7 separate regions of the Mus musculus genome follow, and regions 1, 2, 3, 5, 6 and 7 are each linked to region 4. A link is a contact called in public HiChIP or PLAC-seq and Micro-C data. All regions are on one chromosome and are shown on one strand. The core of a region is the stretch at or near the end of the contact, and the rest is flanking DNA. Distances in the headings are between cores, read along the strand shown. Region 1 overlaps Gm11523 (a long non-coding RNA gene). Region 2 holds the start of Cbx1 (chromobox 1). Region 3 holds the start of Cdk5rap3 (CDK5 regulatory subunit associated protein 3). Region 4 holds the start of Hoxb13 (homeobox B13). Region 5 holds the start of Nfe2l1 (nuclear factor, erythroid derived 2,-like 1). Region 6 holds the start of Copz2 (coatomer protein complex, subunit zeta 2). Region 7 holds the start of Sp6 (trans-acting transcription factor 6).

Evidence for each region. A called contact is a pair of places that touch in the nucleus more often than the background predicts. HiChIP or PLAC-seq counts read pairs in DNA pulled down with a chosen protein or histone mark.
Region 1: a contact with region 4 is called in an H3K27ac HiChIP or PLAC-seq map of differentiating embryonic stem cells, with 4 times the contacts expected there. The contact joins the enhancer-like site here to the promoter of Hoxb13 in region 4. A contact is called at or near these places in 2 of 39 promoter capture datasets (the C10 cell line and hippocampal neurons), 1 of 484 Hi-C or Micro-C datasets (the G1E-ER4 cell line) and 11 of 115 datasets of contacts at active chromatin or transcription factors (bone marrow-derived macrophages, craniofacial prominence, differentiating embryonic stem cells and 8 more).
Region 2: an H3K4me3 HiChIP or PLAC-seq map of embryonic forebrain shows a contact between it and region 4, with 4 times the contacts expected there. The contact joins the promoter of Cbx1 here to the promoter of Hoxb13 in region 4. A contact is called at or near these places in 1 of 39 promoter capture datasets (hippocampal neurons) and 4 of 115 datasets of contacts at active chromatin or transcription factors (embryonic forebrain, embryonic stem cells, epiblast stem cells and 1 more).
Region 3: a contact with region 4 is called in an H3K4me3 HiChIP or PLAC-seq map of embryonic forebrain, with 5 times the contacts expected there. The contact joins the promoter of Cdk5rap3 here to the promoter of Hoxb13 in region 4. A contact is called at or near these places in 1 of 39 promoter capture datasets (hippocampal neurons), 4 of 115 datasets of contacts at active chromatin or transcription factors (embryonic forebrain, embryonic hindbrain, embryonic stem cells and 1 more) and 2 of 9 other capture datasets (adipose tissue and liver).
Region 5: a contact with region 4 is called in an H3K4me3 HiChIP or PLAC-seq map of embryonic forebrain, with 3 times the contacts expected there. The contact joins the promoter of Nfe2l1 here to the promoter of Hoxb13 in region 4. A contact is called at or near these places in 1 of 39 promoter capture datasets (the SN4741 cell line) and 8 of 115 datasets of contacts at active chromatin or transcription factors (bone marrow-derived dendritic cells, craniofacial prominence, embryonic forebrain and 4 more).
Region 6: an H3K4me3 HiChIP or PLAC-seq map of embryonic forebrain shows a contact between it and region 4, with 6 times the contacts expected there. The contact joins the promoter of Copz2 here to the promoter of Hoxb13 in region 4. A contact is called at or near these places in 3 of 39 promoter capture datasets (hippocampal neurons, pre-B cells and second pharyngeal arch cranial neural crest), 10 of 115 datasets of contacts at active chromatin or transcription factors (bone marrow-derived macrophages, craniofacial prominence, embryonic basal ganglia and 7 more) and 1 of 9 other capture datasets (liver).
Region 7: a Micro-C map of embryonic stem cells shows a contact between it and region 4, with 4 times the contacts expected there. The contact joins the promoter of Sp6 here to the promoter of Hoxb13 in region 4. A contact is called at or near these places in 1 of 39 promoter capture datasets (cranial neural crest), 4 of 484 Hi-C or Micro-C datasets (all in embryonic stem cells) and 4 of 115 datasets of contacts at active chromatin or transcription factors (embryonic forebrain, embryonic midbrain, embryonic stem cells and 1 more).

Annotation. Positions count from the first base shown.
Region 1 is chr11:96,870,979-96,874,416 of GRCm38.p6, reverse strand. Gm11523 (a long non-coding RNA gene) reads left to right here. Exons shown (of 4, transcript XR_880183.2): 2 at 1-564. It also overlaps the pseudogene Gm11524. Among named protein-coding and RNA genes, the nearest start is that of Gm11523, 7.9 kb to the left of the region's middle. RefSeq lists an enhancer at 1-2,161. Within about 2 kb of position 1,741, at least 80 of the 459 cell types and tissues checked have an H3K27ac peak or open chromatin away from gene starts, as enhancers often do. A contact at or near this core is called in bone marrow-derived macrophages, differentiating embryonic stem cells, embryonic forebrain and 1 more, where this site is marked.
Region 2 is chr11:96,787,642-96,790,863 of GRCm38.p6, reverse strand. Cbx1 (chromobox 1) reads right to left here and starts at 1,729. Exons shown (of 5, transcript NM_001362560.1): 1 at 1,511-1,729.
Region 3 is chr11:96,914,767-96,917,799 of GRCm38.p6, reverse strand. It overlaps Cdk5rap3 (CDK5 regulatory subunit associated protein 3), which reads left to right and starts at 1,286. Exons shown (of 14, transcript NM_030248.2): 1 at 1,286-1,416; 2 at 1,604-1,649. The coding sequence starts at 1,411.
Region 4 is chr11:96,192,287-96,195,596 of GRCm38.p6, reverse strand. Hoxb13 (homeobox B13) reads right to left here and starts at 1,281. Exons shown (of 2, transcript NM_008267.4): 1 at 551-1,281. The coding sequence starts at 1,154.
Region 5 is chr11:96,828,510-96,831,529 of GRCm38.p6, reverse strand. Nfe2l1 (nuclear factor, erythroid derived 2,-like 1) reads left to right here and starts at 1,562. Exons shown (of 5, transcript NM_008686.3): 1 at 1,562-1,711.
Region 6 is chr11:96,847,903-96,851,146 of GRCm38.p6, reverse strand. Copz2 (coatomer protein complex, subunit zeta 2) reads right to left here and starts at 1,271. Exons shown (of 9, transcript NM_019877.2): 1 at 1,151-1,271; 2 at 406-474. The coding sequence starts at 1,252. It overlaps Mir152 (microRNA 152), which reads right to left and starts at 754; the gene lies at 682-754.
Region 7 is chr11:97,017,084-97,020,204 of GRCm38.p6, reverse strand. Sp6 (trans-acting transcription factor 6) reads right to left here and starts at 1,463. Exons shown (of 2, transcript NM_001363230.1): 1 at 1,178-1,463.

The DNA of each region.
Region 1 (3,438 bases), core at 492-2,991, 680 kb before region 4:
AGGAAAAATAGTTTTGCTTAAAGAGAAAGGTCACTTGGGGTGATTTAAAGCAGAAACGTGTATGTTCTAGTGGATTATTGATGCAGGAAAACATTGGTGCTTTTAAAGCTCCCACTGTGTGCTCAAAGCCAGCCTCCTCCCAATGCTTGCCTGCTCCCCAGAGTCTGCTAAAAATCCTCATATTAGACCCCAAGGGTCCTTCGAGATCTAGAATGGTCCTTCATGTTATAGATGAGAAGCAGAGACCCAGAGAGAGATTCTAGCTGGCCTCAGACCCCACAGCTAGCAAACAGTATAAGGTCTGCCTGGCTGTTACTGCTCTGACGGACAGGGACAGCCGCTGGACCAGGCCCTCTTTCTTCCCGTGGAGGCCGCTGGCTCACTCGCCCGCCAGCCCGCCCCGGAAAGTCCTGGTTTCCAAGAGGCACACTCAGAATCTCAAACATCTCAGACCTTTCTAAGCTCCTAGTCACCCCTGTCCCCTGAAGGCCTGTCACCTGAAGACATCTCCACCAGAGTGACAGCTCTAGCCCTAGATGGCCTGGGGCCTCTCCCCAGGGGTTGGTGAGTGGGAAGGGGGCCTTTTTGTGGGGCCTTCTTCAGTCGATTGTCTGCAGCTCTGTCTTTGTCTGTCTGTCAGTCAGAAGGGAACCACTGAGGGGGAGAGGTCAGGCCGGTCACTGGACAAGCAGAAAGAGGCCTGTCCCCATCAGAGAAGGGTTGGGGAGAGGGCTCCCTCCTCCTCCTCACCACCAACCCCCACCGGCTTTCTCAGCTCCTTTGCTGGCTCCCTTAGGGAATTACAGCCCCTGCTTATTTCAGAACCAGGGCAGCAACTGCCCACAAAAAGCTCTTGTCTTCCAGTGCTGCAAAACCTTGGTTCCTTTTTGGAAAGCTTCTCCCCGACCTGGCCTGTCTGCAGGAAGCAGATGTGAAGGGGTCTACCTCAAAACTAACAAGCAGGGGCATTTCCACAAAGCCCTTCCTCCCCTGTGACTCCACTCCAGTACCTGCTTCTGTCTCTGCACCCCAGGCTCTCAACACACACACACACACACACACACACACACACACACACACACACACACGCACTACAATCACACCGAGTGTCATCCCGGGAGAGTCCACTTCCAAGCCACACCAGTTTCTACTGTATACTGACGCATCTCCCCAGATTGCGCTGTTTCTAGTCTCCCCCAGTTCCTCCTGCACAGGAATCCACCCATCTCCCCAGATTCGACTGTTTTCAGGCTTCTCTCTCACACTCTCTCTCTCTCCACCTCCCACCCCCTGTACACGAACTGTCTCCCCAGATTCTGCGGTTTCCAGGTTCCCCTATATTTTTCCTGGTACACAAATTGGCCTCTTCGGATTCGGCAGTTTCCAGAACCCCCTTGCTCTCTCACCCCGCAGTTCTATCTCCCCAGATTCAGCTGTTTTCAGGCTGCCCTTATTTGCCCTGTACACGGGGACCCCTCTCAAGTTCTACCGTTTCAAGGGCCCCCCCATTTCCCTTGTACACGGATCAGTCTCCAGTGTCTGTCCATCCCAACTGCCGCAGGGCTTCAGTGGGTTTAAGGAGAGTGGAAGGAGGAGAGTCAGGAAGAGGAGGAGAAAACACTGCCATCCGGGAGAGCCCTGATTCACTTCTCTTGTGACCCAGAGCTCCTAAGCAGCTTGCACACAGACACAGGCGGTCTCTGGGCTCTGGGCCTCCGCTCCTACAAATAGATCCCTTAAGACCATTTGCCCGGAGACTTCCTCCTCCCTGCGGCTGCTGCAGGGGCTGCCTGTCCCAGTACTCAGCGCAAACCCCCGCTCTCTCCCTGCTAATCTTTTCTTCTCGGCCCCTTTGTCTCTCCCAGCCACTGCTCCTGAGCCTCCCCCTCAGTTTATTTACACAGAGCTTAAGGGAGACTCCAGACGCCCCCACCCCCAGCCAAGAGGGATCTGGAGTTAAAGATCCACACTTGATTTATTTCCCCTTTGTCTTAGTTTGCAGGATGAGGTGGATCACCTACAGGCTCTGGAAACTAGGATGCCCAGGCTAGCCTTTCAGCGCGGCTCTCCAGCCCAGCAAACAATTGTTCGCTCTTCATCTCATAAGCAGGGGTCCTGAATCCTGATCCTCCCAGGCAGGGTGAGAGTGGTGGTCTGCAAGGATTTTTAGGATTTTTTTTTTTAAGATTTATTTATTTGTTTGTTATTTATATAGTACACTGCAGCTGTCTTCAGACACATACCAGAAGAGGGCATCAGATCCCATTACAGATGGTTGTGAGCCACCATGTGGTTGCTGGGATTTGAACTCAAGACCTCTGGAAGAGCAGTCAGTGCTCTTAACCGCTAAGCCATCTCACCAGCCCAGTTTTTAGGATTCTTATATTCTCCGATTGATTATTAACGAATTAATTGTTAGGATCTCAGTCTGCAGCTGAAGTTTGTGTTCTCAGGTTTGCAAGTCAGGTTGGCCTTGGATTTACAGCAACCCTCCTGCCTTGATTAGAGGTGTGAACCACCGCACATATGCACCTTTGGGCTGATTTCAATACTGCCACCCCACCACCACCCTGAACGCGCCTGATCTCGTCAATACTGCCCCACCAAAATTTCTGCTCAGCTGGTTTCCCACTGTCTTCTTCTGCTCACACCTCCTAACGTTATCCTAATCCCAACCATTTTGACACCCAGAATAGGCAGGTCTTGCTGGCCCTAGGAACAGTCTGAGTGCACCAGGGAACAATAGGAAGGGTGGGCCCAGTGGGGTCAGGGTAGTGGCCTAGTTAAAGGCACACCTTCTTCACGAGGAAGCCCACGCCTGGATTCCTGCCCCATTGTTTCTGGTCCCAGGAGCAGGGAACAGACTCAGTTTTCCTACCTGTCAAGCTTGGATGAGGACATCTGTCTATCTCACGGAGATGGGAGGTGGGAGTGGTAAAGAAAGTTACACGGTAAAGGAGATAGAATCCATCCGTGGAGCATGACAAATACAAACTGTAAATCATGCTGTTGTAAATAGGTCTTATTAGGACTTTGTGGGATTTTTTCCCCCTCTTTATGTATATATTTTCCTTTGTTTGAGAAAATGGCAGGAAAAAAGCACTTGGTCATTATTTTGTCACTGTTATCACCATCATCATCATCACCACCATCATCATCATCTCTATTACCATCGATCATTACCATTATCCTAATCATCATAATTATCACCACCATCATCACCATCACCACCATCATCATTACCACCATCATCACCATCACCACCATCACCATCATCATCATCATCGTTTGCTTTTTTGAGGCAAGGTCACACAAAGCCTGGGTTTGTCTAAAACTCTATTTGTAGTTGAAGATGACATTGAACTTTAAAAAGCAAAACAACAAAACAGACTTCGTTTTTCTTGTATAAAAACCCTTATGTGGTAGCCTCAGCTGGAG
Region 2 (3,222 bases), core at 480-2,979, 590 kb before region 4:
CATGCAGCAAGGCCTAACTGGGCTCTTTTCAACACACCACTTCCCAGATATGCCTAGAGAGCATCCAGGAAGTGTATAGGCACCAATTTCTTGATTGTAGCCATACATCTACCAGAAAACCTTAGGTCTTTTGAAACTATTCCAAAAAGCTGACATGATTCTTAACACAAAACTGGAGAGGTTACCCTATGTTCTAGCATAACTCATTTTTCAAAAAACCTTTTTATGGTATTGGAACATAACTCAGTGGTAGATAACTTACATGTGTGCAAGGTCCTCAGTACCACACACCGAAATGAGTTCTATATTTCTATACTGCTTTTTAAATAAAAATATTCTCGCTGCCGGTGGGCATGCACCTGCTTTCGAGGGTCCCTGCCATTTCCCTAATTTGTAGCTCAGAGGGCAATTCTGTGAAGTCTGCTCGCTCTTTCCACCTTTACCTGGATCCTGAGAGGTAAACTGAGGCCCCCAGGCTTACGCACAAAGAACAGATCTCTTTCATTGGATGAGTCTTGCCTTACACGTGTTCTTCCACAGCCTCCCAACTCACACTGAAGACCCATTACAAGGCACAAAGTGGCCTTTTCACCCTTTCTTGACTCCCCTGGTGGCCAGGCAAGGCTTTAAACTCCTGATCGTCCTGTTTCCGCTCCCAAGGGCTACATGAATGCCATCAAGCCCAGCCCGAATTTATAAGGTACAGAGGATTGAATTCAGGCCTGTGCAGTGGGCTAGGCAAACATTCTACCAACTAAGTTACATCCCCAGGGACCCTTTATTTTCTTCCACATTTGACCAGTCACTCTAGACTTCTACCCTACCTATCCCAGCAACTCCACTTTTAGACAAGGTCAAGAAAATGCCTGACCCCCCACCCCCACCCCTAGACGGATTCAACAAATCTCTTCCCCGCTAGCACACCGTGAGCTGCCCAAATCCTCCTGTTCAAGTTTATTGGAAGTTACTTCTTCTTAACTCTGGCAAGAGAAACTTCTCTGATAGTGGCAACTGGACCCAATATCCTCAGGTTACTTTTTCTCTCTTTCCTCCAAGTGCTACGGGGGTTGCTTGCGATTGCCACCGTGTCCGCTTTCTCAGGTTACATTTCTAAACCTCGAGAGTACGAAGTCGTGGTCCCTGCCACGCACACCCAAAAGCACCTGTCCCCCTTATGGACGTCCCAAAGTTTTCTTTCTCCCGCCCAACTCTAGAGTCCCTCACTCGGGTCAAACGCTCTTGGTCCAGTTCTTGAAAAGCTAACCCTCCGCTGGCTCCGCTCATCGCGAACCACTCGGCTCCCGGGCTCTGGATTCGCTGCCCCGCCCTCTCCACACTCCCGCAACCCGCGAGCTCTGCGCGGGAAGCGGACCCGGCGGGCGCTGGGCCGGGGCGCGCCCCCCATTCCTCGGTCTCCGCTCTTCCGTTAGCGGCCCGCGCTGGTCCGCGGCCTCCCGCCGTTGCCGCGTCCCCTCCCCCCACACACCCCGCCTCCAGCCCGCCTCTTCACCTCGTAGCAGCGCCCGAGAGTCCGAGAGGAATCGGTGCCGCGCTACTCGCGCGTTGCGTCGGGCGGTCCGAGGGGAGTAGCGCGCCCAGAGGAGCAAAGAGCCGTGTGGCCACAAGTCGACCGTCCCGCTGAAGCGGCGTACCGCAGGCCCCGCTAACGGCCCTCCCCTCAGCCGAACAAAAGAGCCTCTCACTCTGCGCGGCCCGCCGCCTGCACTGCGCAGACGCGACGACCCGCCGCAGGGCACCTTGGGATTAAGAGTCGGCCAGAAACTACAGATCCCAAAGTACCGCGCGAATCCCGCGCCGCCCACCTCCACTTTCAAGGATTGTAGGGAGTTTTCGTAGTTTTGTTTTCTTTTTTGACTGGAAAGGCGAAGTCGACTGTTACTTAGAACATAACTCTACAGTCTAGGAAATTGATGGGTAGTGGTGGGGTTTGTTTGTTTAATAACAGGATACGCAGCCCAGGTGGCTTCGAACTCGTGGCCTTTCTTTTTGCTTCAAATGTCAAAGTGCTGGATTCCAGGCGCGTGCTGGTATTCCTTACTCAGTCTACAAAAGTAGGACACTGCAGGTTTGGAAACTAGCCCGTTGATGTTTGGTCCGTTTGCGTTTAAAAGAAAAATATTGTATTCGTCACCTGAGATTTATCAAATCACCTTCAATAATGTCCAGCAATCTTACCTATTATTGCCACCTGACTGGGGTTCCTACCTCTCAGTTTGAATCACTGCTCCATTCAGAAAGCAGTAGATTAACCGTCTAGGTAGACACCATCGACACTTTCTGAATTTGCTTTTTTTCTTTCCCCTTCCTTCCCTCTCTATTCTTGTTTTATTTTTGGTTGTTGGTTCTGTTGAGTGGACAGGGTCTCAAGGAAGTCTGATCTACCTGTTTTCACTTCCCAAATGCCGAGTATTACAAACACAGACCACCACATTCAAAGTTTTCCCTTTATTGCCCTTGCCGGTGGGTGACTTTCATGGGGATTTCTCCATCTCTGTGAACATCCTTTATCAAGTTAGTCTAAAGAAACGGAATTAAGCAAAAACCACGGCTGGGCTGTCATTCTTTAACACGGGTGCTACTCTGATTCAGGTAGGTTGCTGCTAATTGTTGAACTAGGAACTCCAGTAAGGACAGACGCTTCATATGACTCATTGTGTCCACGACACTCAGGATCCTTGGTGTTTGTTTCTAGCAAGGACAAGGTCATTTTGGTTGTTTGTTTGTTTGGTTGGTTGGTTGGTTTGTTTTTGTTTGTTTTTTTGAGACAGGGTTTCTCTCAAAACTCAGTTTGTAGACCAGGCTGGCCTCAAACTCAGAAATCGGCCTGCCTCTGCCTCGAGTGCTGGGATTAAAGTTGTGCGCCACCACGCCCGGCCACAAGGTCACGTTTTGACTCTCAGTATTTATTGGTAAAAATTCCTTGAATATGTGATTAAGTGAATAACTGAGATGTCCAACTGATAATAGAACTGATCAAACTTTCCAAGGCCAGATTCAAGCCTCTTAATCCTAGTACCCGGGATTGAGACAGGAGGATTGCTGGGAGTTTAAGAGCACTTTAGCACTTAGGAGGCAGAGGCAGGAGAATTTCTGAGTTCAAGACCAGCCTGTTCTACAGAGTGAGTTCCAGGAGAGCCAGGGCTACACAGAGAAACCCTGTCTCAAACAAACAAACAAACACAACAGCAAACCCAAAAAAAA
Region 3 (3,033 bases), core at 37-2,536, 720 kb before region 4:
CTCCCAAGCGCTGGGATTGAAGGCGTGTGCCGCCACTGCCCAGCTTGAGTGTCATGTTTGAGTCCTCCCTCCTCACCCATTTGGCCAATCTATTGCCAACGCCTGTCTGTTTTCCTCCTAAATTCTGCTTATCTCCTCCCTACAGCTTCTGACCTAGGTGAGGCCCAACCTCTCCCTTACAGCCTCCTAGTTGCTCTGGACACAGCCTTATTGCCCATTAGCCCATCCTCCTAACCAATATGTGTTATGTCCTTCCTTGTACCAAACCCTTCAGTGGTTCCTCTCTGTCTGCAGTGTGAAGTCCAAGTTCCTTAATGAGGGACTCTTTGTTACGATCCTTATATTTTTACAGCCTCCTCCCGGGTCACTGCCTTAAACCTTTTACTGTATAGAGGTGGGTCTGAGGTCAGCTATAGGTGGGAGACCTGTGTAGTGTCCTCTTGAGATCCCTCGTGAAACAAGGGACCTTGCACTTCACTTTGTCTTGGACCACGTATATTTTGCCGGTCTCCCCTGCTTGTCTTTCCCTGAACCACTCTTGCAGCTGTAGTTTTAAAGTTTGTGCAGTCTCTTCCATCAGAAACAGCCTTTCCACTCCACCAGGAACACCCGCCATCATCCTTCCTTCTGCAACTTTTTTTTTTTTTTTTTTTTTTTTTTTTGGCTTTTCGAGACAGGGTTTCTCTGTATAGCCCTGGCTGTCCTGGAACTCACTTTGTAGATCAGGCTGGCCTCGAACTCAGAAATCCGCCTGCCTCTGCCTCCCTGCTGGGATTAAAGGCGTGTGCCACCACGCAACTTTTTGTTTACTATTCAATGAGTGTTGCTTCCTCTCCCTTCCCTGTCCCAGTCGTCCAACAAGAATCGGGTGCTCAAAAATCGTATTTATCATAAATGGGAGGACAAAATGTGACGAGAGCCTCAAGAGACCTGTGACCTTCTATATGTGGTAAAGGGAGAAAATGGTGGGAAGAAAGTATTTTTTTTAACTACTTTCGAAACGCCATCGGGAAGGTGCTAGGACCTGTTCCGCGCATGTGTTCGTTCTCTAGCTGGGGGCTCCGCGCCAGGCTGATGAAAAAGCAGCCTAAAACGGCTCTTGGGTGCCCCCTACCGCCATCGTGCAAGTGTAACATCCCTTCCTGGAGATCACCCGGCCGGAGCCCGCCTCTCGCCTTCCATTGGCTGTCAGCTATTCTCCCGCCCCTCCGGTACTCAACCAATCAGAACATCGTGATGGGCGGGGCTTTCAGCAGAGGGGCGGAGCGTGGTCTTGGATTGGCTCCGCTGAAGACGGCGACGTGGCTGAAGGAGGCCGGTTTGTTTCGGAACTGAGGCTCAAGCACAGCCGCTCAGGATTGGTGCTAGGCTGGGCCGGGGTCTTTGGCCGGAAGCGGAAGTGGAGAAAGGATGCAGGTGTGGGGACCAGGGCTGGAGAAACTGGGTCTTCTCTGGGATTCCTGTCCTGCCTCCTCAAGTCCTCCCGTCCTCTGTCGGGTGCTCTGCCCCTGCAGGGTGGCGGTTGGACTCGTGGAATGAGCGCGCGCGAGGCGCATCGCCTTCCCGCGTTCACGCCCTCCCTCCCGGTCGTATTTCCCACCAGGACCATCAGCACGTGCCCATCGACATCCAGACCAGCAAGCTGCTCGGTAGGAGAGGGCGCCCCCGCGCGGTCGGCTCTCGGGGGAGGTCTGCTAGTTGCCCCCTGTCACCAACCAGCAGCCAGGAGCTGTGAAAGTCCCAGCTGAGGTGCTTTACTCCAGCGAACTGTTTGCTCTGCAAGGAAGGAAGCATGGAAAGTCTGTACTGGCTCCGTGTTTTCTACTTTTAACGTTTCTCACGTAGTATCAAATCGTATTCAGGCACACAGGACAAATGGATAGTGTTAAAGATGGACAGTTAAGCAAATGGCTGATCCATTTGAAACCTAAGTCTGTTTGGTTCTGTCTTCATGCATTTTGCATTATTTGGGGTGGGTAATCCTCTCCCATCTATTTAAAAAGTTTCTCTCCTTGGATTTAGGGAGAAGAGGGCCCTAAGACTCACATACAGACCTTTTATGCCAACCATGGTGGTTCACACTGGTAACCATAATACTTGGGAGGCCGAGGCAGGAGGATTGGTGGCAGTTCTCAGACAGCCTGGCTTGCATAGCAAGTACCAGCCTAGTACTCCCCGCCCCCCACCCCCACCCCCCCAAAAAACCTTTAGTCTTAGCACTCAGAAGGCAGAGGCAGGCCTTGGCCACATAGCAAGCACCAGGGCAGCCAGGACTACATGGAGAGACACTATTTCAAAAGAAAATGACAGAGAGACAAGAAGACCTTTTAGTGACCAGGCAGTCTCTGCATCTGGCTTACATCCCTCATTCTGTCACTTCTGGGGGTGTGTACAGCCCCTGGCCCTTGTGTTCACCAGATACGCCAGTCCACTGGTAACACGTCCTTAAGAGGGTGTTTGCCGACCTCAGCCCCTGGAGGAATTCTGGTGTCTGCTGTTTTCCTTTCTGACAACTTGAGAAGAACTCAGAGTCAGAATTTCTGATACTGTTGTTGCTTGAGAGAAATTAAGCGGTTGAAAGATTTGTTTTAAAGGAGAGGGAGTATTCAGTCCTTTGATGGACACTGGTGAGTCCTCCCAAGTGCCTGCCAGGCACGGGCCACCATGTATTCATAGTGTATGGGCACCCGCTGCATCTACCTGGGTGTGCCAGTTTGTCCTCGAGTCCTGAGAAGAACCAGTAGGACACCGCTCACCATGGAGCATTTGTTCCATCCCCGCTGCTATTTTATACTTGTCTTTGTTAAGATGAAATCACTAAGGTTTTGTGAGCCACTGCGAGGCACAAGGCTCGGTGCATAGGGCCTCATCTGATGTGTGGGGAAACTGAGGTACAGAGAGATGGAAAGGAACTGAGAGCCAGCAGGATGGCTCAGTAGGTAAATGTTCTTACCGGCAAGTCTGATGACCTGAGGTCAGCATCAGGACCCCTGTGATGGAAGGAGAGGCTTAGATCTCAAAAGTTGTCGTCTG
Region 4 (3,310 bases), core at 32-2,531:
CTACCCAACACACACATACACACACAAACACCATGCACACACACTTACACGCACACTCACGAACACACCCTTCAATACACCCTCAGTCAAAGAAAACCTAAATTTTCCTTTCGAAATTGACCTAAAAAAAGGAAAGGGTTATATTCTCGAGGAAACACCCAATATCTCCGATCCCACCTCTCAATGCCACTCTCGAGACCACTGGATTATGTCATTTGGCCTTTGGGCAGAATTAGTCTGGGATTGTGCTGGGTAGGGACTCTTTGCCCCCAATCAACAGCAGAGATCCAAGGTTCTCCCGACATATTCAAAGACTGGTCCTAGAGCCTCCTGGAGAAGTCAGGAAGGCTAGCACCCTGCTGAGGCCCCTTATTCTGACCCTCTGAGGCCCTCTTGTTGCCTGGACCCTCCCTCACAGTCCTAGTAAATAACCCAGGAACCCTAGGCCCCTCCTCATCAGCCCGAAGTTTCCCTTCCTCTCCTCTTCCTCCTTCCCAGCAAGTGCCAGCGTAGCCCATGCTGAGCCAAGGGGAGCCAGAGTAGAACTTACCTGCAAACGCTGCTTTCCAGAATGGACCTGGTGGGTTCTGTTCACCTTGGCAACACATCTGGCTGTTCCAGCCACCGGCCAGGGCCCAGGGCTGGTAACTGTCCACGGGAAGCAGAGAATCGTGGCGAGGCTCTCCGGGGGCTCCCAGGGTCTGCACCACAGACACATCCAGGTAACTGGCCATAGGCTGGTATGGTCCCGGGTAGCCCGGATAGAAGGCAAACTCGGTGGGACGGCTGGGATACTCCTCCCCAGGTGCAGGAGTTTCCGAAGGGTAGGTAGCCAGGGCGGCCGTCTGGGCACAGGGTTTCAGGGAGCTCCTGGATACTCGGCAAGAGTAGTACCCGCCTCCAAAGTAGCCATAAGGCACAGGAGCTGGAGATGCCCCCTGAGGCACCCCAGGACAAGGGTGGCACTGCTTTGGTGGCTCTGCAGAGCCTGGCAGATCCAGGGGGGCATAGTTGACAGTTGGCATCAGCGTTGGAGCCGCGGGATGGCTAGCCAGTGGGGAGGAGTGGGAGACTAGATTCCGACCCCCTCCAGCTCCCAGCAAGCCTTCGATATCCTTGGCCCCGTCCAAGGTGGCATAATTGCCGGGCTCCATGGAGCCAATGATCGGCTCATGGGGAGCCGAGGGTGAGGGTTCTAGGGGGCAGCAAGCTGTCTCTCCCCACCCAGGCCCAGGGAATCCTAAGCGTTTTAAATCGCTCCCAGCTCGAACGGCGCCTGCATTCGCCTGGCTGGGCCGTCTTGACGCAAGAGACGCAAGAGCCCGGGCATGAGCGCTGATTGGCTGTGGCCTGGGGGAGAGAGGCTCATAAAATCCTCCCGCAGAAATTGCAGGGGGAGAAGGGACGGGGAGCCCGGCTCCGCCTCCTCTCTTCCCTTCTCTTCCTCTCCGCCTGTCTCTTTTTCTTTTTGTATGTGTGTCTCTGTCTTTATCTGTATGTGTTCTGTGTCTCTGTCTCTATATGTGTCTCTGCTTCTGCCTGCTGTCTCGGGTCTCTGCCTGCGCTCTCTCTCTCTCTCTCTCTCTCTCTCTCTCTTCCTGGCTCCCAGTCTTCTGCGCTTTGGCAGGTTTAACGAGAGAATAAAAAGCTCTCCCAATAAAGTGTCCATCTCCTGGGGATGAGGGGAGTCGGGGGAAGGGCTGGGAGGCCACTTCGGGCTGCCTCAAAGGAGAACCCGGGAATGCTTCTGAGATGGGAATGAGAACTGTAGGCGTCAGGGAGCTCTGTGCTTGGAGGCTGGGTACTAGCCACCGTAGCTCATTGTAGATATCCTTTCTGTCCCTAATACACTGCGCCCAGGCAAGTGCCTTCCAGGTCTGTCCCCCAAGGACCCTGCCTAGTCACAACACTGAAAGCCCGGAGGCCCCAATGGGGATGAGGCGGAGCCAAGGGGCGGGGGACACGAAGGAACGTTGAAAACGTGCAGTGCTTGGCTCAGGGAACGCAGTGTCCGGATCTGAAGGGGAAATAGAGCCAATGTCTGGGAAGGGGGTCTGGATTTCCGTTTAAGGGTGGAGAAAGAGACCAAGAGACACAGGCGTACAGGGGCTTTACTTGAAGGAATAGACTCGGTGTGGAAAAGGAAGGCTGGCGGGGGGGGGGGGGGTAGGCAGAGAGGGAGGAGAAAGGAAGAGAGGAAAAAAGGGAGAGGGAGAGAGGGAGAGGTTGAAACATCACAAATGGGAAGGGGGGGTCAAGATTGTATCCCTTTTTCTGGAATCTGCAGTCTGGGGGAGCCAAGGCTGGTTTCGTGGCCATCCCCACCTGTGGGGATCCTGGGTCCCAAGATTGCAGGAGCTTGGTCTGTGTGGGGGCCTTTCTGCTCTTTGGTGCCGCTCTCTAGGCCGGAAAGTCCAGGAACCGAACCCTGGCCCCAGCACACTTCCACAGGACTGAGGGACTAGAAAGCTCAGGACCCCCTAGCTGCCTCTTTAAATTTCCTTGGAAGTTAAAGAGGAGGAGAGAGAGAGTGAACTACCCCAACTGCTAGAATTGTCCGAGGCCCTCTGTTGGGGCCTATTGTGCTGTAGATTCAAATGGCTTGTTTCACAAATCTGCCCTTAAAGTTGGTTTGTTTTTTGTTTTTTGTTTCTTTCCTGTATCACTTTCACATGAAATCCCTTTGTGTCTTCTAGTTTTCTCTCAGGTTTCCCCTCACCCCGGCAGAAAATTTGAACTTTTCTATTCTACATCAAGAGTTTGTTTGTAATAAAGAATCGAACCCCTTGAGCTGAGTCCGGCTCAGCCAAAGCCTAAACTTGAACTTGAGTCACTTTGTGGGAAAGGGCCTATGAAAGCCAGAATGGAGGCCTGTAGTATACTGTGTATCACTCCCAACAGACATTGTTAATAACTGACATGAAGCACAAACATCCCCTCTGATTTTTATCACATTTGAAAACATAGAGAAAGGAAAAAAGAGGAAGGTGTCTGTTCACTGCTTCCCAAAGCCCAATCCAGGTTGTTGTTCACCCAATCATGAAGGGCAGAAACACCAGGATTTCCCCCCTAAAGATTTCGAACTTCCCAGTTCTTAGGTTTCTGTAGACACAGATGCCTGTATGCTGGGATGTAGAGATACAGTGGCATTCACCTTTGATTCCAGCACCAGGGAGGCAGAGGCAGGCCTTTTCAGACCTAGCTTGCTCTACAGACAGAGTTTCAGGACAGCCAGGGCTGCACAGAGAAACCCTGTCTTTGGTGGGGAGGAAAGATGTGTGTAAGTTTATTAATGCTGATACAGCATGAG
Region 5 (3,020 bases), core at 313-2,812, 640 kb before region 4:
TGCTGGGAGGACCTGGAGGCCAGGTCTACTTTGTAAAGTAAAATAACCCCTCTGAAACCCAACACTTGTAGCCCTGGCTGATCTTGAACTCTTCGTACATGAGAATGCCCTTGAGTTCACAAAGATTCCAAGAGTGCCAGGATTAAAGGCATGGGACACTATGCCTGTTGTTTTGAAGACCCAACAATTAATACACAAATGTCTAGTTTTCATAAATTTTGTATTCTAGTAATTTATTGGGACACACTAAAAAACGATGAAGTAAAAACAGTCTTTGAAAGTGTTAACTAGCTCAAAATAATTTGTTTCCATTTAAAAAGGTATGTGGTAGCTTAATAATTTTTGTAAGAATCAGTTGAATTCTTGGTGCATATTATATCTGTGAAACGTACTTTACATTCTGAGAACCCCTCCATATTGGTGCTAACTCTCCTAGCACAGCGTGAAGTGAACTTATCTGCTGCATTATCAGTTGGCCTTGTCCTTAATTGCACAAGGACAGCGAATAATGAACTGTCAACTAGATTATGGCCTCTTAAAAGGAGACAAGAACTCAGTTGGCATCTCACCTCTGTCCCACAGCTACACAGTACAAACTTCAATACAATGATTTCCTACATGTGGTCTTCGGACCAGCTGTATCAGAATTACTTATAGGGAACGTTATCAGGCCCCTACCACAGGGTCACTGAACAAGAATCTCACAAAGGCTTTGTAATTTGGAATCTAATAAATGATGTTGAGAGCACACTTATATTTGAGTCACAAAAAATGTTTTGGTACTATAGTTGTATGGGGAACTCTGGCAACGATGGAACGTTCCTGAAAAGCAAAAACTAAGCTGTGTGCGAGGTTAGAGGAAGGGGAGGGGCTCTTCCCGGTGTTTCTTTGATGGCAAAAACGAGTTACTATGTCCTATCTATCACACTACCAACATTTCTCTAAGGCCCTCGTCTGCCCCGCAGTTTCCACGACCTGACTGTTGCCTGGGCTACAAGATGCCACCCTTCCTGCCTGACGAACAGGTTACACCAGGCTCTAAGGCAGACAGGGGGTACCGGTTTCCGTTGCCAGGACTCAAGATGGCGACACGAACGTCGCGACCATCAGAGCCACATGCTCCGTACTCCGCCTCGGCCCCCCCCTCGGATCTCACTGGACTTTTACAAGTCACCGTGGGGACCCTCAAGGACGGAATCTCGGGCTCCGGCGTCAATGCTCCATTATCTGCCTTAAAGGACCGCATTCCTAGGCACACAATGAGCTAGAATCACCTAACTTACAACACCGCCCACCTCCAACCCGCAGCGGAGAGGTTCAGAATGCCGGACACTAGGGCCTTCGCCTCACTCATTGGTGGGTCCATACCGGGGGGCGGGCCTGCACACTCATTGGACTTCTCTCCACGTCAGTCTCGGGAGGACTGTGCCGAGTGGGCAGACACAAACTCGACTATTGGGTTTTCTTTGCTGTCAATCAAAGTGACATCCGGTGACGACTCTAGTCCCGGCTATCTGATTGGACCAACTGTTTCTGGGGTGGCCGTGGCGGGCGGGTTTCCGAGTGCAGTGGAAGGAGGGGGCGGGGAGGGAAGCCGAGGCTGGGCGCTCCAGGCCGGCCGGAGGTGGCGGCGACGGCGGCGGTGGCGAGGCCGGGACTTGGGCTGAGGGCCTGCTGTGGCGGCAGCGACAGACTGTGACCTCAGCAGCGGGTACCTGCTCTAATTCCCTTCCCCAACGAGATAGCCGCGGTGCAACAGGGCCGAAAGCTTGTGGGATAAGGGGCGGCGAGATGTGGTTGAGGAGCAGGAGGCGGGACCCGGGAGGCCGAGAGGGGTCTTGATCGGGCTCGGGCCCTGGACACGGCCGGAAAGAAACGCGGGGCCGACCAGAAAGCGTGTTCCTGGGTGGGCTGGACTGAGAAGGGCCGAGGGCATGGGAGGGCGTGGTGAGGCTGGGCTCGCGAGCGGGGTGGGGCCTGGGGAACGGAGGGCGGGGTGAGGCTCGCTTTTAAGGGTGGGTCAAGGCCAGCAAAGTAGCACTTGTCGCTCCGTGTCCCAGAAAGCTTGGAGGCGCGTCGGCGAGAGTGGGCATGGCAGCTTGGTCTCATCCAGACTCGGGTACGGCAGGGTGGGACCGGACTGGGGCCGGAGCGCTCTCTCTTTGGCCTTGTGGGCTTTGAAGAACTTTGTCTGCTCTCTCAAACTTTAAGTGGCTCTTGGGAAGTTTTAGTAGTAAATTGCGCGAGGACGGGCGGGTTTCAAAAGCAGGGATGTTTACTCAACCGAATGAGGGTATTCGTGGGTGTGTGTGTCTCCTACGTGTCGCTCCCACTTCACCTTTAGAGCGAAGTTGATAGTGGGCCACAGTAGAGGAGTTTAGGAATTTAATGGAAGCTCAAAAGTAGAAATCAGAAATGGGAAGGCAAATTTACCTTCTCCCCACTTGGCAAGTGAGATCGAGAACTTGGCCATATCCTTCTGCTTTGGCTCAGAAGGTCATGTGAATAAAGCTAAAACCTGTGAATTCAAATTCCAGGTGGAGCACGGCTCCACAATCTTCCACTGTCCTCCTGTACCCTACCCTGTTCTTTTATTTTGCCATACTGGGGATTGGACCTAGGGCCTCTAACCAGGCACCCGTGATCTGTATCCTTGTCCTGGACATTCTTTTATTTTACTATTGAAACCAGGCTGGTCTTAAACCCCTGATCTTAACGTTTCAACGTTCTGAGTGGCCTGTGCTATTAGGCTGGTCTTTTATTTAAAAAAATAAATTAATTAATTAACGAATGAAAGAATGATAGGAAAGGGGAAATGAGATTTCAAAAGTTGGAATAACAAAAAGGCATATGAAATGGAGGCCTGAACATTTTCATGTATTTTTTCACAGTCTCTCAGTAATAATCTCTGTCTTCTCTTTAGAGTTGGAAAGGACAATGACATGGGAAACCAAATTTTTTTAAGGATAGGAAATGGACTTCTTGTGCTAAAATTAGAAACTGGGTAATGTGTTCTATTA
Region 6 (3,244 bases), core at 22-2,521, 660 kb before region 4:
ATTATGCTAAGTCCTTCGTGTTTACCTAGCTGAAATACACATAGGCGACTTTGTCTACTCGGATTAGGAACTCAGATCCCTAGGACGCAGGCTCAACTATCCACTGATCCCTTTGGTGGAGCGTCCCACGCCAAGGATGCAGCTGGCCAGGACAAGGACAAGGAGAAGACTCGCCAGGGAACATGAGAAAGAAACCGAAGGGATCCCCACTCACGCACCCAGCCCCTCGCTGTTAGACTGATAAAGCATAGTGTGGACAAAGTGACCTCTAGAGAATCTAAGCTGGGCTGTTCTGCCACCCAAAATGCAGAGTTTCTCCTATAGGTGGAGTTAAAAGGGCTGGGTGGGGACCGCTTGTCTTGGACATATGGCACTGTCTTCGAGGTTCCAGCGGGGAGGGGTTACCTTGGCCAGCAGCCTTCGCCCGTCATTATCTAAGATGAAGACAGCCTTGATGGTGTAGAGAGAAGGTTCCTGAAAGTGACAAGGGAAAGGAACCCCTGACTCAAAGTGGACACCGAGTCAGGGCTCTATGGAGCCAGCTAATCCCCAACCCATAGCTGGTTCCAGCCCAACCCCGTGCCACATGGACCATTTCCGGTGCCCACTCCACTCCCAGACAGATGTTTCACTGCAGGTCCGAGGAGTGGGCGCTGAGTCCGCTGGGTGCAGAAGGTCCTACCGGGCCCAAGTTCTGTCATGCACTGACTGCTCCAGAGCCCGAGTCGGAGTGTATCACAGAACCTAGGCCCGGGGAACAGCGGCGACGAGCCTCCTTATGTCCAGCTGACCCCCAGTTCCAGATGCGCGCGGCCATCATTCTGGAGCAAGGGAACCCAACCAGACCACCTCGCCACTCCCACTCCTCCCTCGTCCCGCCAGAATCTCGCTTCCATCCCGGCCACCCAAGTCGGTTATAACTGCGGCGAGTTCCCCAGAACTTCAGCCCCTCCTGCGACACTCCACTCAGGCAAGGCCTCCTCGCCCGTGCGCTCCAGGACAAACTTTTTCTCCCCTTCCTGGGCCCGGGCTCCCTCTCCGGGGCTGGGCAGTGGTGGCACAAAGTTCCCAGCTTAGAAGCCCGAGGTAAATCAGTTGCCCCCGACCACCGATCCTGCTGCCCCTGGACCCCACACTCCGTGCTCCCTACCCGCTGTTCCGTGGCTCGGGTGGGCGGCGCTGCGCCCCCGGCTTGGGCGGCTGAGGCCCCCTCCCCCGGGTGCGGACGTGGCCAGGCCTCCGGCCGCTGCATTCCGCTCGCTGCCTGCACTGACAGCGCCGCCCCGCCCCGTGCCCGCCCCCCGCGACGCCGCCCCTCCGCCCAGTCCTGCGTGGCTGGCCTCTGTGTGCGTCCTCTCTCTCTGGGCGAGCTTTCTGCCCGACCCCCACGTCGTTGCAGAACCTCGTCTCCCTACTTGGATTCTTCCCTCTGGGCTCCTCTGTGCACCTCCCAGTCTTTCAGGTGAACCAGAGCCTACTCTTTTCTTCCCACTTACTGCCTCTTCTGGCCTAGGGCGCCTGTGGCTTTGGTGCACAGAGGTCTCCATGTGGCTGTTCTGGGACAGCCCAAATTTCAGTTTAGGTTCACTTTGTCCTCAGGACCTCCTAGTAGGTATCATTGGAACAAATAGTTCAAGTCACTTTTTTAAAAAAGAACTCTCTCTCTCTCTCTCTTTTTTTTTTTTTTTTGGTTTTTCGAGTCAAGGTTTCTCTATACAGCCCTGGCTGTCCTGGAACTCACTTTGTAGACCAAGCTGGCCTCGAACTCAGAAATCCGCCTCCCTCTGCCTCCCGAGTGCTGAAGAACTCTCTTTTTTTTAATTTTTGAGATTTTTTTTTTTTTTTTAATGTGAGTACACTGTCGCTGTCTTCAGACACACCAGAAGAGGGCATCAGATCCCATTATAGATAGTTGTGAGCCACCATGTGGTTGCTGGGAATAGAATTCAGGACCTCTGGAAGAGCAGCCAGGGCTCTTAACCACTGAGCCATCTCTCCAGCTCCTCAAGTCACCTTTTTGATCTCAAGACAGAGCCTGTCAGTGAGACCTCTCCACTCGGAAGAGTTCCCCGCTTCCCCTCATAGTACCTGGGGAAAAGAACCATGGGCTGAAGGACACCTCCGCCAGACATTTTTCAAGACCCAGAGGTGGATGAAGCCAGTAGGGTCACAACACACCTGAAGTCCAGCTTGAGCCTGTGGACTAACCCGGCCAGAGTATGACCACATACAGTGAGGTAGTTACTGGTGCTTGGGCAGCCAGCCATTCACAACACTGACAGATGTGTCTTATACTCGAGCCAGCGCTCTCATTGTATGTCAGAAGTCACCGTGCCTAGGGAGGTGTTTTCAGACATACCCATTGAGAGGAGTCAGACTTCGTGTGACCTTTTCAAGCTGGTTGGGCTAATTAGTTGGGTAGGAGGGTTCCACGGGTTTTCCCATTCTGCCCTTGACAGCCTCAGTGTAGAACATCACAGTCGCTCACACCAGACTTCCTTCTGCTTAAGACTTCTCTTTCCAACTTTCACCTTTTTTTGTTTTTTAACAATTACTCTTACTGATCCTTTTGTTTACGCTTTTATTTTACTTAGTAATTATTGATGAGGGGAGGGTGTGACACAGGGCTCACGTGGCGATCAGAGGACAGCTTAAAGGAGTCACTTCTCTCCATCTACCGTCTAGGTCCTGTGAGTTGGATTTACATTGTCTGGCTTGATGGCAAGTGCGTTTATCTACCGAGTGATCTTAGTGGCTTGAAAGTTTCATCTTGAATATCCTCACCAAGGGGACTGGAGAGACAGCTCCATAGTCAAGACTGTTCGCTGTTCTTGCAGGAGACCTAAGTTCAGTTCCCACACCTACCTGTAACTCCGGTTCCAGGGGGATCTGACACCCTCTTCTAGCTTCCCTGGGCATTCCACAGATGTGGTGCACATATGGAGAAGCTAGCACACACAAAAGCAAGCAAGAAAACAAACAAAAAAAAACAAACTTTGCTGGGTATGGTGGTGCATGCCTTTAATCCCAGCATTTAGGAGGCAGAAACAGGTGTACCTCTGTGAGTTTTAAGCCAACTTGGTCTACACAGCAAGTTCTAGGCTAGCTAGGGCTGCATAGGGAGAGCCTGTTTCAATAAATAATAATAATAATAATAATAATAATAATAATAATAATAATAATCTGGGTGTGGTGTGGTATAGGTATACACCTTTAGTCCCAGCACTTGGGAGGCAGAGGCAGG
Region 7 (3,121 bases), core at 214-2,713, 820 kb before region 4:
TTCCCAGTACTCAATGCAAGAGCCTGAAACAGAAGGCTTTGGCAGCGTGGGCTACGCAATGAGACCCTGTTTCAAAAGGAAAAAAGAAGAAGAAGAAGAAGAAGAAGAAGAAGAAGAAGAAGAAGAAGAAGAAGAAGAAGAAGAAGAAGAAGAAGAAGAAGAAGAAGAAAAAGAGAAGAGAAAAGAAGAGGAAGAGGAGAGGAGAGGAGAGGAGAGGAGAGGAGAGGAGAGGAGAGGAGAGGAGAGAAGAGAAGAGAAGAGAAGAGAAGAGAAGAGAAGAGAAGAGAAGAGAAGAGAAGAGCTTACAATTTCCACCCCTTTCTCTACTACAAATCTGTGACCATAAGGTCCCAGTCTTCTCTCCATCTCTCCCTAGAGCCTTGGAACCTTGCCCGTGTGGGGCCTGGGGTGCAGGAGGCCAATGATTTAGGGCCTTCCCCAAGCAGGACTCACCTGACCCTACCACCTTCCGACTCTGGGACCAGGGAAGTAGCATTGAAAATCTGGGAGAGGCAAGGAAGAGGAGGACCCGGGTGCCTACTCAGGCTCGGGCTGCCTTACCACAAGAAAGGGACTGGGTGAAGCAGCAGGAACGGAGCCTCAGGCCGGGGCGGGGCGGCCCAGAAGGGGTTGGGGCGGGAGCAGTGAGATTCTGGGACCCTAAGAGCTTTTGGAGACTGGGAACTGCCCCAGGGTCTGGGGGATGGGAAGGCTAGGGTGACCAGGTTGCAGAGGGGCCTCTCTGGACAGAGATCCTGAGCCCAGGCCTAGCGTGTAATGGCCTGCCACCAAGGTTGCACGAAAAGAAAGGAGCGAGCACATCGGCTCTCCAATTGGAGAAAGACGGCAGAGACGCCCTAAGTCCCATTGGATCCGCTGCCTCTCCCGTTTCCCGGTACTCAGGCGGTGGGGACTTCCGTTCAAACAAGGTTTTCAATGTTTCAATCCTCCGGTTGTCCCAGTTGCTCCAGTTTCCCCAGTTCCCAAACTCCCTTGGTCCCTCCCGTCCTCCCGGTTTTTCCTCCGTCGGGGCTCCCAGCCCTTCGGATCCTTTAGGACGTCCCCCTCCCCAAGAAGCCAGCTTAGGCTGCGGTGTTCCGAACACCTTTCCCCACCCACCCCCTGACCCCAGATCTCCGCAGCGCGCACCCGTGACCGCGCGGACCCGGGCTCCTACCTGGCGGCTGCGCTCGGGCTTGGGGCACCGCAGGCTGGCGCGCTACAGACGGGCGCTCATGGGCCCTGCGCGCTGGCCGGCTCTCAGCGGCGTGGGACAGGAGCCGAGGGCAAGCCGGGGCTGCGACCGGGCTGGGTGATCCGCGACGGTGGAGGCAGTGAGAGCCGGCGGGAGGGCGGAGGGCGGGCGGGCGCCGGTGAGCGAGTAAGCGAGCGAGCGAGCGAGCGAGCGAGGCCAGCTCCGCCCGTGACTCACCGCACTCTCTGCCTTCATCCTCTCCCCTGCACTCCTTTTTCCCCCGAACCCGCGGCCCCGCCCACCTCACCTGCGGCCGCCTTTAACCCTTGCAGGCTTGGCTGGAGGCGAAGCCCAGCCCAGCGCGAGGAGGGGGCAGACAAGAAGGATGGCTATCCAGGCCACCTCCCTCCCTCTCCCTCACTCCTCCCAGGTCCCCACCACTTCTGAGTTAAGAGCTTGAGTTGCGAGAGTTTTTTCCCCCGAGTTCGGAGACCCGTCCGATGCCATGGAAATCTAACCCGGAGCTGGCCCGGTCCAGGCGGGGAACAAGATTCAGATCCTGGATGGGACGAAGGACAGAGGGTCCTGGAGAAGCTACCGAGCCTTCTTAAGGCACACGTGGCTACCAGTGCTTTTGACCCACCCGTCCTAGCCGCGCAGTGCTAGAACTGAGTGGGAAAAAAAAGGAAACAGGTTTGAAAACTACGTTTCTGGCCGGCCCACACCCAGCACTAAGCCATGAGAGTTCTATCTTGGCTACACCGTTCCCCCGTCCCTTTCCACCACCACTATGAACTTTCCCCTCCTGGTTTCCAGAGATCCTTCCCCTCTCTCCCGTCACTGGCCTTTCTGGGTGATCACCATGCCCTCAATGTCTTCCTCAGTTTCCGGCAAGCCGGGTACCACAGAAATCCACCTCCTAAACCCGCCGCCTTCCTCCCGGTCCGGGTTGCTCAGCCTGCGCCTGACACCCTCGCTGGGGCGCACTGGGATCAGAGGGTTGGGCGGGCATCTGAAAGGGCCTGGGAAGGAACATTTCAGCAGCGGATTGAACAAGACTTTTTGTCGCGGGCTCTTTCCTAGTCTCAGCTGAGTATACGTTTAGAGAAAGGTCTTTTGGAGGAAATAAGCGCACCCGTGCAAAGTCACATTCTGGTACATTTTCAGCACAGCCACACAGCCACTCAGCTACACAGAACTCTCAGGATCCGAATTGGTGGAAATCCTGAGACACTGCCCCACCCCCAGCTCAGGTGGGTACCAGAGTCCCCCTAACTCTCTGCCCTGATGGCCAGATTAGAAGTAGCTCAGGAGCCTTCCCTGCCGCCTTCAGAGCGCGTTGATCTCCCGAGGTGACTTGTTTGTTTGTTTTGTTGTTGTTGTTGTTTTGTTTTGTTTTGTTTTTTCGAGACAGGGTTTCTCTGTGTAGCCCTGGCTGTCCTGAAACTCACTCTGTAGACCAGGCTGGCCTTGAACTCAGAAATCCATCTGCCTCTGCCTCCCAAGTGCTGGGATTAAAGGCGTTTGCCACCACTGCCCTGCTAAACCCCCCCCCCCTTTTTTTAAACAAACACGGGATTTCAAAGCGATTTTCGTTGTTGTTTCTTTCGTTACCGCTGTTGGCTTTCTCTATGCACATTTTACAGTCAGTTTCCAAAAGTTCTGAAATTAGGCTGATTTAATCTCTCTCTCTCTCTCTCTCTCTCTCTCTCTCTCTCTCTCTCTCTCTCTCTGTGTGTGTGTGTGTGTGTGTGTGTGTGTGTGTGTGTGTCTCGCCCAGGCTGGCATGACTCAGTTGCTCATGCTAGCCTTGAACATACTCGAACATACAGAGATCTTCCAGCCTCAACTTCCCAGCTCCTAGAATCACAGGTTCTCATTTTACTCTGAATAGTTTACCTGCCCTCTGTTCCCGTTTGAGATGCA